Linked DNA regions of Mus musculus: all the other regions are linked to region 3. The links are chromatin contacts, called in public promoter capture Hi-C and targeted proximity ligation maps. All regions are on one chromosome and are shown on one strand. The core of a region is the stretch at or near the end of the contact, and the rest is flanking DNA. Distances in the headings are between cores, read along the strand shown.

The links. Promoter capture Hi-C pulls out the DNA fragments that hold promoters and counts their contacts.
Region 1: a contact with region 3 is called in a promoter capture Hi-C map of 3T3-L1-derived adipocytes, with 4 times the contacts expected there. A contact is called at or near these places in 12 of 39 promoter capture datasets (the 3T3-L1 cell line, 3T3-L1-derived adipocytes, the HPC-7 cell line and 8 more), 1 of 130 datasets of targeted methods (thymic regulatory T cells) and 1 of 9 other capture datasets (adipose tissue).
Region 2: a targeted proximity ligation map of large pre-B cells shows a contact between it and region 3, with 4 times the contacts expected there. A contact is called at or near these places in 9 of 39 promoter capture datasets (3T3-L1-derived adipocytes, the C10 cell line, the HPC-7 cell line and 5 more), 1 of 130 datasets of targeted methods (large pre-B cells) and 1 of 9 other capture datasets (embryonic stem cells).

The regions. Positions count from the first base shown.
Region 1 is chr15:68,202,487-68,205,939 of GRCm38.p6, reverse strand. The region is part of intron 3 of Zfat (zinc finger and AT hook domain containing); the gene reads left to right. Among named protein-coding and RNA genes, the nearest start is that of Zfat, 55 kb to the left of the region's middle.
Region 2 is chr15:68,226,157-68,229,762 of GRCm38.p6, reverse strand. All of the region lies in intron 1 of Zfat (zinc finger and AT hook domain containing), which reads left to right. Among named protein-coding and RNA genes, the nearest start is that of Zfat, 31 kb to the left of the region's middle.
Region 3 is chr15:66,559,068-66,562,561 of GRCm38.p6, reverse strand. It overlaps Tmem71 (transmembrane protein 71), which reads left to right and starts at 1,516. Exons shown (of 10, transcript NM_172514.3): 1 at 1,516-1,832; 2 at 3,200-3,282. The coding sequence starts at 3,243.

The DNA of each region.
Region 1 (3,453 bases), core at 675-3,174, 1.6 Mb before region 3:
ATCTGTGGCCACTCATGAGGAATGGATTCTCTATGTACATGGCTAGGTTATTGGCTATTTGTGTTCGTAGATGGCTGGGGTAGTCCTCATTCATATGATTAACTCACTCTGCATCTGGACTGTCCTATGTACTTAAATTATTTCCCACAGTTTATCATTTACTCTCTAATGTCTTTTGCATTTCTTTTCTACTCTTTTTTATACTAGCGTAGACAACTGTCATCATGTCCTCCAATGATGAAAATATACTTCTGTATATTTTTGTTTCTGGTGTGCTTTCATTCAGTCTACATATTTTAAAGTTATAATTTGGAAATTGTATTTCTCCATAACTTGAGAAGTAAGGACACACACACACACACACACAAAACCAATACATTAATGTAAAGAAATTCTTAATAAATATTATTTAGTTAATGAATTATTTAAAAATATAAGGTCTACAGAGAAGATAGGGTCTTGCAATTCAAAGTCTAAAAACCCCTTAAAATTAAACATTGTGCTTTGGAGTTGCAAAGACAGTGCAAAACGGCCCCATGTCCCCACCCCTCACACAGAGCCAAGGAGTATCAAGATTCCCAGTGTGCCCTGTGGTTCAGTCACTTGTTGCCTGTATAGATTTGTCAGCCATATTGCCAGCAGGTGGCAGAGTTGCCCTGTTCCCTCAAAGCTCACCTGTTGCTGCTCTTTTACCCACATTGGTCTCCCAACACTTGCCCACTGATCTAGTCTCCAAATCTGTGATTTTGTCATTCTGAGAATGCTGTGTAAACTGAACAACACAGTATGTGTTTCTGTAAGATTGGTTAAAAAAGAACTGGGCATTTAAGCTCCTTTTCTAATTTAGTCCCTGAGGAATTTAAGTCTAGCCAAGGTGTTTATCCAGTGTCCCCGTTGGGGGGAGGTAAGGAGCAAGATCTGCTCTTTCAGGCTGTGTCCTGAGCTACCACATTCCTGCCTTAGAAATCCCTGTTATCTCTGCCTTAGGGGGACAGAGCACACTCTTTCCCCAGGCCTCTGGCAGGGAGGGTTTCCTGTACCTTAGTAAGAAATCAAAGTTCCTCTGCAAGCTTCGTACTGTTGGCAGTACATTCTGTGATAATTAGGCAGTGACTGTAGCAAGGCAGGCAGGCACCGTCCTCCTCACAGGATTATCAGTATACATAGTAATAAGCCCCGTGGAAAACATCCTCATCCGTCACTGATCCCCGTGGCCTAAAAGGTCTTCAATTTCACAGATACCTAACGGGAAGGTAGAGCCTCGTTGTTTTCCCCACCTCTGGTCTGGGTGGACGCCTCTCAAGTCTGTAGAAGTGCCCTTATGCCCAGCTGCCTCGGGCTGAGCTCAACATACTGCACGGTGCTCCCTAGGCTACCAAGCACAACATTACAATCGGAAAATAGTCACATAATTCTTCCAGCACATGCACTGTAAAGAGCACTTCAGTGACATTTCAGAAATTGACCTTGACTCCAGAGCTTGTTAAAACAATTAGATGAAAGCAAAATAAGTGTTTTCTCTCTCTCCTCTGAACCCTGGCAAGTTAAAATAACATTTAGAATATGTATCCAACATTTATTTATTTTATTCTGCATTTCAATAGTAAGAGGAACTGGGAAAAGAGTTTTTTCCCCTGTTGTGATGAGGAACAGCTGGTGTTTTTGAAAAACATTTTTCAGCCTGCAGAAATCAATATGTGAAGCTTGTGAAAGTGGCTTCTGAGCCCCCAAAGTTTCCTATTACTGGGGTCATTCCCTGAAAAGAGAACTGTGAAACTCCCCACTGCTCTTGTTAAACATTCCTATGGAAGAACACACAGTAGTTTCCAGGTCTTCTTGAAGACACACTGTGTTCTCCTGGAGTTTTCGACTGTACTTCCTTCAGCTCTGTGCCTTATGACACAGTTGCTTGTGACAGTTGCTGGACACTTGATGAGGATAGTTCTGAGTTGCATTTGAGAGTCTGCAGGTGGCCTTCTGACCAGCACACATTTCTCCTTGGGAAAGTGAGTGATGGCTCTGTTTCTTTTTGCTGCCTTTTCGTTGCTTTTTTTTTCCCCCTCCTAACAACTCAGGGAACATTAGGAAAAGATAGCAGACTAGGACACCCCAAGACTGTCCTCAGCACAAAGGAGATCTGTTTGCCCAGAGGAACAAAGGACAGAGAATAAGAGACAAAGGCAGGAGATGGAAGAAGAGGGAGAAGGGGACAAGACCAGGGGAGAGAAGGAAGGAGTATTTGTCTTAGAGGACAAAGGACTGCCTCTGGATAGAGGATACTGATGTGGCCCATAGGCAAACGGCAGTTTATAAACGTAAAAGGGAGCCCCTGAGTTAGGATGAGGTGTTTAATTTTAACTGGGCATGCTAATTAGGTGAGCCAAAGGGGCTTTTGATTACTTCAGTACTCTGAGAGCTGGACCTTGGTAGTTAGCCTCAGGAGGAAGAAGGGGCCAAAGAAGGGAACAGGCTTTGGGAATCCAATCTAATAGTTTTTAGCAAGGCAAAGAGAATGAGGGAGAAGGGCAAAGCCTGCCAGAGCCCTGTTTGTCATGCTTGGACTGCCTAGAGTTCCTCCGGGAAGAGACACCAGTAGGCATCCGACTGAGCTCAGCCTTGGGCACCATGTAGTAAGGATGTGTGTTGTATGTCAGACTTTTTCCTATACAGACACAACACACACACACCAACTCACCCTAGATAGGGAGACCAAAGTTTGGATACCAACAAAGTCCAACTTGGTGAACCAGTAAGTTTTATTCCGGTTACTTATAGGAGCAGAAATGACTCAAAGCCAGAGCTGCACCACCAAAGCCCACCTCATAAAAGTAGAAAACCTGGAGCACACTGTACAGCCTGCAGGCCGCTCAGCGGGTTGGAGAGTCCTTTCCAGGTGGCTCAGGTGGTCTAGACCTCTTCCAGGCAGCTGGCTGGTTTCTGCTGCAGCATGTGGGCTTGACTAAGACTCTTCTGGGTGAACCCTTGTCTTGGCTTGTCTGAGAGTGACTCTCAGCAGGCTGGAAGGGTGGGTGTGGGCTCTTGAATCTGGATAATTGTAGGGACTTCCTGAAGCAGTTTGAGATGTTTCTTTCTGTCTTAGGGAGCTTCTCTGATGGATGAAATATTTTGATCCGAGAGCTCGCTGCTACATAGTGCTGTGGCCCTGCATGGTTCTTTCCCCTGGGATTCAGTTGCTGCAGCCCTCCTGCCTTCCCGCTCTACCTGCCTAGTCTTCTCTAATGCCCTTCTCTTCTGCTCATCACAGAACTGTGCCAGATTCTGCCCATAGGCATAGGGCATGGCTCAGGCCACTCCACCTGAGTGGAGCTCTGCTGACCTGTCCTTTAGCAACTTCTGGATTTTTGACCTATGACTGCCCCTGGACCCCTGGTCTTTTGTCATGTCCATGTAGAGGTTATGTTGGCTTTACACCAGTCACTGTCTGATTCTGCT
Region 2 (3,606 bases), core at 98-2,597, 1.7 Mb before region 3:
TGCTTGATCGAACCCACGTTTCTGGGCATGGCTCTGGGTCTCAGGGCTTGTGTTTGTCCTCACTCGGAACTGCAGGCATAGTCTACCGCCCAACAGCTGACCACGCAGTGGGTATAGGGGAAGCTCATGCTAATTCATAGCAGATGGCCGAGTTGGGTGTCACCCTGGGGTACCCAGGCCCTCTCTGGAGCTGTCTTCCAAAGAGTCATCATATTTGTTTAATCTCCACATGATGTTTACTGTGCCTTTGAACTGAGAGAGGTCTTATAACTCTGTGGTCCCCAGACATTCTTCACTGCTAAATGTCACAAGGTTCTCAGACTTCTGAGAACGTCTGGGAAATGATGTTGGAACATTAGACTAGTAGAGGCTGGCTGGGAAGTTACACCATGGCAAACTGTAAGAAACAGTGGCTCTGTGTTGTCTGTGTCATGGTGGATTGAGGGTTCACCTCTCTGCAGGCCTGGGACTAGAGTCATCCTTGTATCCACAGATTGGGTCAGGGCTTGTCAATAGCCTGTTAGTCAGTCATTATATGTTTAAGTATGTGTCAGACATGGCTGGCTTTAGTCCTGTAGATGTCCTGAGTATTTTAGCTGTAACTTGGTAGAGCTCAGCTCGTGGTTTCTAGCCTCACATATCCATGTCAAAACCAGTTATCAAGGTATAATGGTTAATACTGTCCATTGTAAAGGACCTAGGGTCACCTATATCATATCTCTGAAGGATAATCCAGAGTCTGCTAATCTGAGTGGGAAGACCCATTCTAACAATGGGAGACCCCGTTCCATGTGCTAGGGTCCAGACTGAAGAAAAAGGAGAAAGTGAACTAAACAGTTGTCTCTGCTTGCTGACTGGCAGTGTGACCAGCTGAGGACAAATAAAGTCGTTCTTCACTAAATTGCTTTTGTTGGGTGTTTTAACACACCATAGGAGTAACCAATACATAAGGCATCGGGCTTCCGGTCCTACTGCTACTCTAGCCTGTTTTCTCTCTTGTGGGCTGGGGATTATAGCCAGTTTCTGCCTAAACCATGTTGATATGTGCATGATCAGCAAGAATCACGTTGAGAAAACATAGAAAGCATTCTTTCTATGCAGAAAGAAAAGCGTTATTAAAAGGCAACACCTTGCCTGGAAAACATTTCTCGTTCTCTAAGAATTAAACCTTGCTTGGAAAAGATGAAGTATCGGCTGATAGTACTCAGGAGAATGTTTTATTGACAAAGCAGTGTTCTGCTAGGTTAGATTTCTGTTTCACATATTTGGTAGGAACTGATCTCTGAGGCACTTAAGTCCCTTGGTAGTTTGTGGTGAGATCTTTCCTGTGAGTCCAGGGAGGGTCTCCTTCCTGTGACTTCCTGTACCTGGCTGGCTTTGGTCTTTATGCCAGCAGTGCTGTGTGGCTGCTCACCCTGGTGCTCATATTTTCTTTCTTGCTTCAAAGAGAAGTAGAAAAATGGAGCAGGAGGGTGGGGATCAGAGAGGTTTTTATTTTCAGATAAAAGAGACAGGGACATGTTTGCAGGCCCGCGGGAGAGCTCCAGTAGGAAGGAAGGAATGGATGAGCTTCAGAACGAAGCAACAGTGACTGAGCAGTGGTGCTCAGTGGGTGAGAGGGGCGGGCCTGCGTGCTCTAGCCGTTGCATGATGTGGCCAGTGGCCTGCTTTCCTGGATAAAGGCAACAAGGGATGCACTGTCTCTCTAAAGGTAAAATGACACAGTTCATGGCATCTGCACTGTCCCATGTCCTAGAGCCCACAATCCTGCAGCTGCCTGTGAGGCTAACCAGAGTGAGGCTAACCAGAGCGCCAGGGTTGTGCTGATTCTGACATGAACATCAGCCAGAGTGCCCTGGCATAGGTGAGGGAAGAAGCAGGCCGGGCATGGGTCTGTGGGGAAGGAGCTGCTCTGGCTGGATCTAGTGAAATAGCAGAAAGGTAAACTGAGAGAGACGTGTAGTTCCTACTTAACAGGACAGTGCAAGGGCCTAGAGGTCTGGGGTATTGGTGGGTGTGAGCCCAGCTCTGAGAGCTGACATGTAAGTCCCATGGGGCACTAGGCAGTGTGTGGTTTCCAGCTATCTGGCAAGGCAGAAGGCAGCTGAAACATAGCCTTGGAGCATGGTGGGATCTCCTGGTATTTGCTACCCAGGAAGGTATTGACTGACCTTCTCTGCCCTGACATCAGCTGCCGAGAGAGTACCTGAACTTCTCCAAGGTGCTTCATCCATTTAGGGATGGGAGTCTGGTTGAAAAGCCATGGTCTTTTGTATGGTACCAGTTACTCCATTTCAGTAGATATGTGAAAATGTCAACCAAAAGCCTTGTAATGGCTTTTGAGTCCTAAATATAATGATTTTATTTGTATCTATAATTCTTTTATCAGATTGAAATGTGAATTCTTTCTCCTCTTTATGTCTTCTTACCTAATATTGTGTTAGGAATAATTAGTTTTGTTATGAACAGTGACAATGTTTAGATAGGAATTAAGTGGCAGAGAGCAACATATTCTACCCGCTGCTGGATGAGGCCTCTCAGAGGACAGTTATGCTAGGCTCCTGTCTGCAAGCAAAGCAGAGTATCATTCATAGTCAGGGGTTAACTCTCTCTCATGGAGCGAGTCTCACGTTTGGCTAGCATTGGCCGGCCATTCCCTCAGTCTCTGCTCTGTCTTTATCCCTGGCAGGTCAAGTTTTGTGTTGAAGGTTTTGTGGATGGATTGGTGTCCCCCTCCCTTCATGTATCAAAAGATGGCCTAGTCGGCCATCACTGGAAAGAGAGGCCCATTGGACACGCAAACTTTATATGCCCCAGTACAGGGGAATGCCAGGGCTAAAAAATGGGAATGGGTGGGTAAGGATGTGGGGTGGGGGAGGGTATGGGGGACTTTTGGGATAGCATTCTAAATGTAATTGAGGAAAATATGCAATAATAAAAAATATTAAAAAAAAAAAGGCCTGCCTGGCTATGCAGGAGGTAGCCACCGCAGGCTCCATATCCCCCACTGCTAAGAGTCTCAGCTAGGGTCACCTCTATACCTTCTTAGGGGCCTCCCCTATCCCACACCAATTTCCCTTTTCTCTCACAGCGCCCCCCCCCTCCGCTTTCCCCATACCTAATCATCACTCCAGTTCCCCTCCCCCTCCCCACTCTGAGCCAGTTTCCTCTGTCTACTCCCAATGTCTGTTTGGTTTCCCCTTCTGAGTAACAGTCAAGCATCCTCCCTTTCGTCCTTCTTGTTACTTAGCTTGTTTGGGTCAGTGGAGTATAGCATGGGTATCCTGTACTTTATGGCTAATATCCACTTATAAGTGAGTAAATACCATGTGTGTCTTTCTGGATATGGGTTACCTCTCTCAGGATAATATTTTCTAGTTCTATCCATTTGCCTGCAAAATTTCATGATGTCTTTGTTTTTAATAGCTGAATAGTATTCCATTGTGAAAATGTACCACATTTTATTTATTCATTTTTTCAGTTGAGGGACATCTAGGTTGTTTCCAGTTTCTGGCTATTATGAATAAAGCTGAATAAATCCATGATAGTTTTATTATGAATAAAACTATGAACATCGTTGAGCAAGTGTCCTTGTGGGGTAGTGAA
Region 3 (3,494 bases), core at 267-2,766:
AATTTCCTAGTATGTACTAAACCTCATACTACACCATGATATATAACAAGAAAAGAATAGATAGACCTTAGGCTCTGAAGTAAAGCAGGAGATGGAACATAGAAAGTCTCTTGGTTCCTTAACTGTAGCTATGACGCACACTCCAAATAAAAATTGTAGAGAGCTGTGGCCTTCATAACTTGATCTAGGAGAGGTCATGTAGAAGGAGTTGCTTAGGAACAAGATGTAGAAACAACGGTAGTATGTTTAAAGACTCCAAGGTGAAAGCAAACCTGAACAAGATGAAAGGCTGAAGATCAACATGGTCAAACTTTAGAAGATAGAATGTGTGCAGTATGAGGCTAAAACTTGCCTCATAGGCTGCAGGGGTGATTTTGAACTTATTATGAGAGAGGAGCAAAGATGAAGGTTTTAATTTAAGGAATGACATAATCAAATTTACATAGTGAGATATGTATGTGCATAATGTGTTGGATAGAGGCCAAGTAGACAGTTGGAATGTTAGCATAAAATACAGTCAGAATGAGGTAGTAAGTGGAGTCCCAGGGAGAGACAATGGAGGTGGAAAGAATGTGGGATTCTGCGTAGGAAATAATACTGATATCTCCTAACATCAAAAATAATCTCGGTAGCAATCCCCAAGAATTAATAACACAAACTCTCCACCATCCTGATCAAGCTCTCCAAAGAGAAGTCAATTCACAAAATCCAATAAGGAATACATCTTGCACATTCCCTCAGGTACCCAGCTATTTCTTTCTTCTTTCTTCTCATTTGATTCTGCAGGCCAACCTTGGGGCTATAGATTATTACATTTAAATTTGAGAAAATTGCAGCTCAAAGATGCTAAGCCACAAGTCTGAGGTCCCAAAGCTATCGTGAAAGACCATTTTAATCTTAGCCTGTCTATGCCAGTGCCTGGAAAATGAAGAAGTGGATGCTCACAGTCATCTATTGGATGGAACAGAGGGCCCCTAAAGAAGGAGCTAGAGAAAATACCCAATGAGCTAAAGGGGTCAGTAACCCTACAGGAGGATCAGCAATATGAACTAACCAGTAACCCCGCCCTCCCCCCAGAACTGTGTCTCTAGTTGCATATGTATCAGAGGATAGCCTCATAAAAATCACATTATTATAGATAATATATAGCTTTTATAGCATCCTGAACTTGATAGCGTTGATGCTATCTTTGATATATTTAGGTTAATTGGACCAAGAGCATAATAACTGTATGCTACTCATAACTGAATATAGCCAGAAAATGTCAAACAGGAAACATGGCTTAAATTTTCTCATGTTAATATAGTTTGAGGTGACACAGAAGCTCTGAGAAGCATCCCTCAATGATCACAATGTATGGAGTTGACCTGACTCTGGGTTGCCTGTTCCCTTCTGATGGTCAAGAAGATCTGCTGTATTTACTCTGTGAACACCACTGATGCGATCGTGACAGGAAGTATGACCTCATTCTGCTGCCCTGCCTCTAGTTCGGAAAGGCTGATATTGAAAGTAAACAAGGCCCGTGAGACTAACTCCCAAGAATGACAAGCTATTCTATTCTTGGAAGCAGCTGAAAGATCCAGAGGCCCCTGACCACCAAATTGCCCTGTGAAAGTGGCAGAGACATGGTCATCTCCAACCAGAAGGGAAGACGGGGTGCTCTGTGGGAAGTCACTTCTGCACCTGTTGACATTCTGATGGGATTTTTCAGTTGAAGAACGGCTCGGTCCAGCTTTCTGCACTACCAACCACTGGGAAGCTTCGTATTTCAGTAACCCTCCTGTCATTTATCAGTCGGAAGAAGAGCCCGGGGACTCCCTGTGGAGGAATATGTATGAGCAAGTTATATTTCAGAACAGATGCATTGCTTTGATGAGCTGGTAGACAGAGTCTGTTTCTTGAAAAGTTCTTGAGCTGTGAATGCAAGTTGTTTTCACAGTTACTAATTCTTGACTAGCGGGCATTATGCTCACTGTACATGGCTCCTCGCTTTTGTAAGATCAAACAGCGAGACCTTGCTTTCTGCTGCACAATGCCTTGCCTTAAAACTAAGCTTACTGCCTGAGGAAAACTAACATATAGTCATTTGGACTGGACAAAGTCTTATTGTATTACTCAATGCTGAAATCACAAGGAACATGCTAGTATGTTCACTTGTATGGATATTATCTTTTTCAAACCAGTGATTTTCTTTTTTAAAAATGTGTGTCTTTATTTAGAAATCTTCCAAAGAATGCTAGAAAGTTCTGTATTATTTAAGACAATCTTATAAGCTGGAGTATATGATTCCTTGAAAGGTTCACTATACATTATTAAATAATCTAGTTTGAGCCTTAGAGTTGATGTGACTGATTTAATGTATTATGTTATAGCAATCAATTATTAGTTGACATGTTTATCAAAAACAGGGACAGAACTACTAGATCATAAAAGGCTCTCATGTCACCTTATAAAACTACTAGGGTCGTATTATACATATATACTTATATACATACAAACATATGTATATGTATACACTTATATAATTTATGTAATTCAGTAGCTACATGGAGATAGAACTATGTGATAAGAGGTAACTGATCAATATTTGCACAAATTGCACACTTTGAAGCATGCTTACTTTGAAATTGAAAAGTAAATTCTAAGCTTTCAGGAATGTGACTTTGTAATCTGGGTTGTGGTGGTCTATTTGTAGCTCAGTATAGCTTATGCTGTTTAGGAATGTTCAGACTGATAGCCACCACAAAAGCCTTGACCTTCTCCATGGCCACTTGTCAATGGCAACAATCTCCAAGCACTTACTGCAACTCAATAATGAAACTAGTTCTGCTGGCTGCTTTAAATACACATTTGTTTCAAGGACACTAGAACCAGCCTCTTTTTCAGATTTCTTAATTAAGTAACAAAAACCTATTTAATCTGGATGACAAATAAACCTTTGTAAGTATTGCTTTTCTCTCACAATGGTGTTGTTATTTACAGAATATTCAGACTTAAGGAATGAGACAATGAAAAATAGAATTTAAAGTAGGCAGCCCCACACTGAAGTCCCACAATCTGGTCTGCTTCTCCAATCCTACATCTCTGTACTATTTCAGCAAACAAATCTGACTAGTGCAATTAGTAGACGCCATCTGTTTGGCATCATTTGTCTATTTTTAATATATAGTCCATCTTTTTTTTTTAACGTCTTTTGCAGAAAAAAAAAAATCTGTGAAGTTTGAACAAGCGGCCTTCTCAAGATGTACCGAGACTCTCCACTGATGTCGACACCAGTAGCAAGTAAATGTGAAACTGCTCTGTGCAATTATCTTTGAACGATTAGAGTCCTCTTAGCAATTTCCTTGCTTTGATTTTGCTGATACTCAGACCATTAGCCATCTGTCAGTAGCTTGTGTTTTTTAAATGCCAGTGTGTGCGCTTTGGCAATGATTTCGACTTCATTTCTTTCCTTGAAAGAAATGTGGCATTTTTTTTTCTTTTAGGATTAAAAA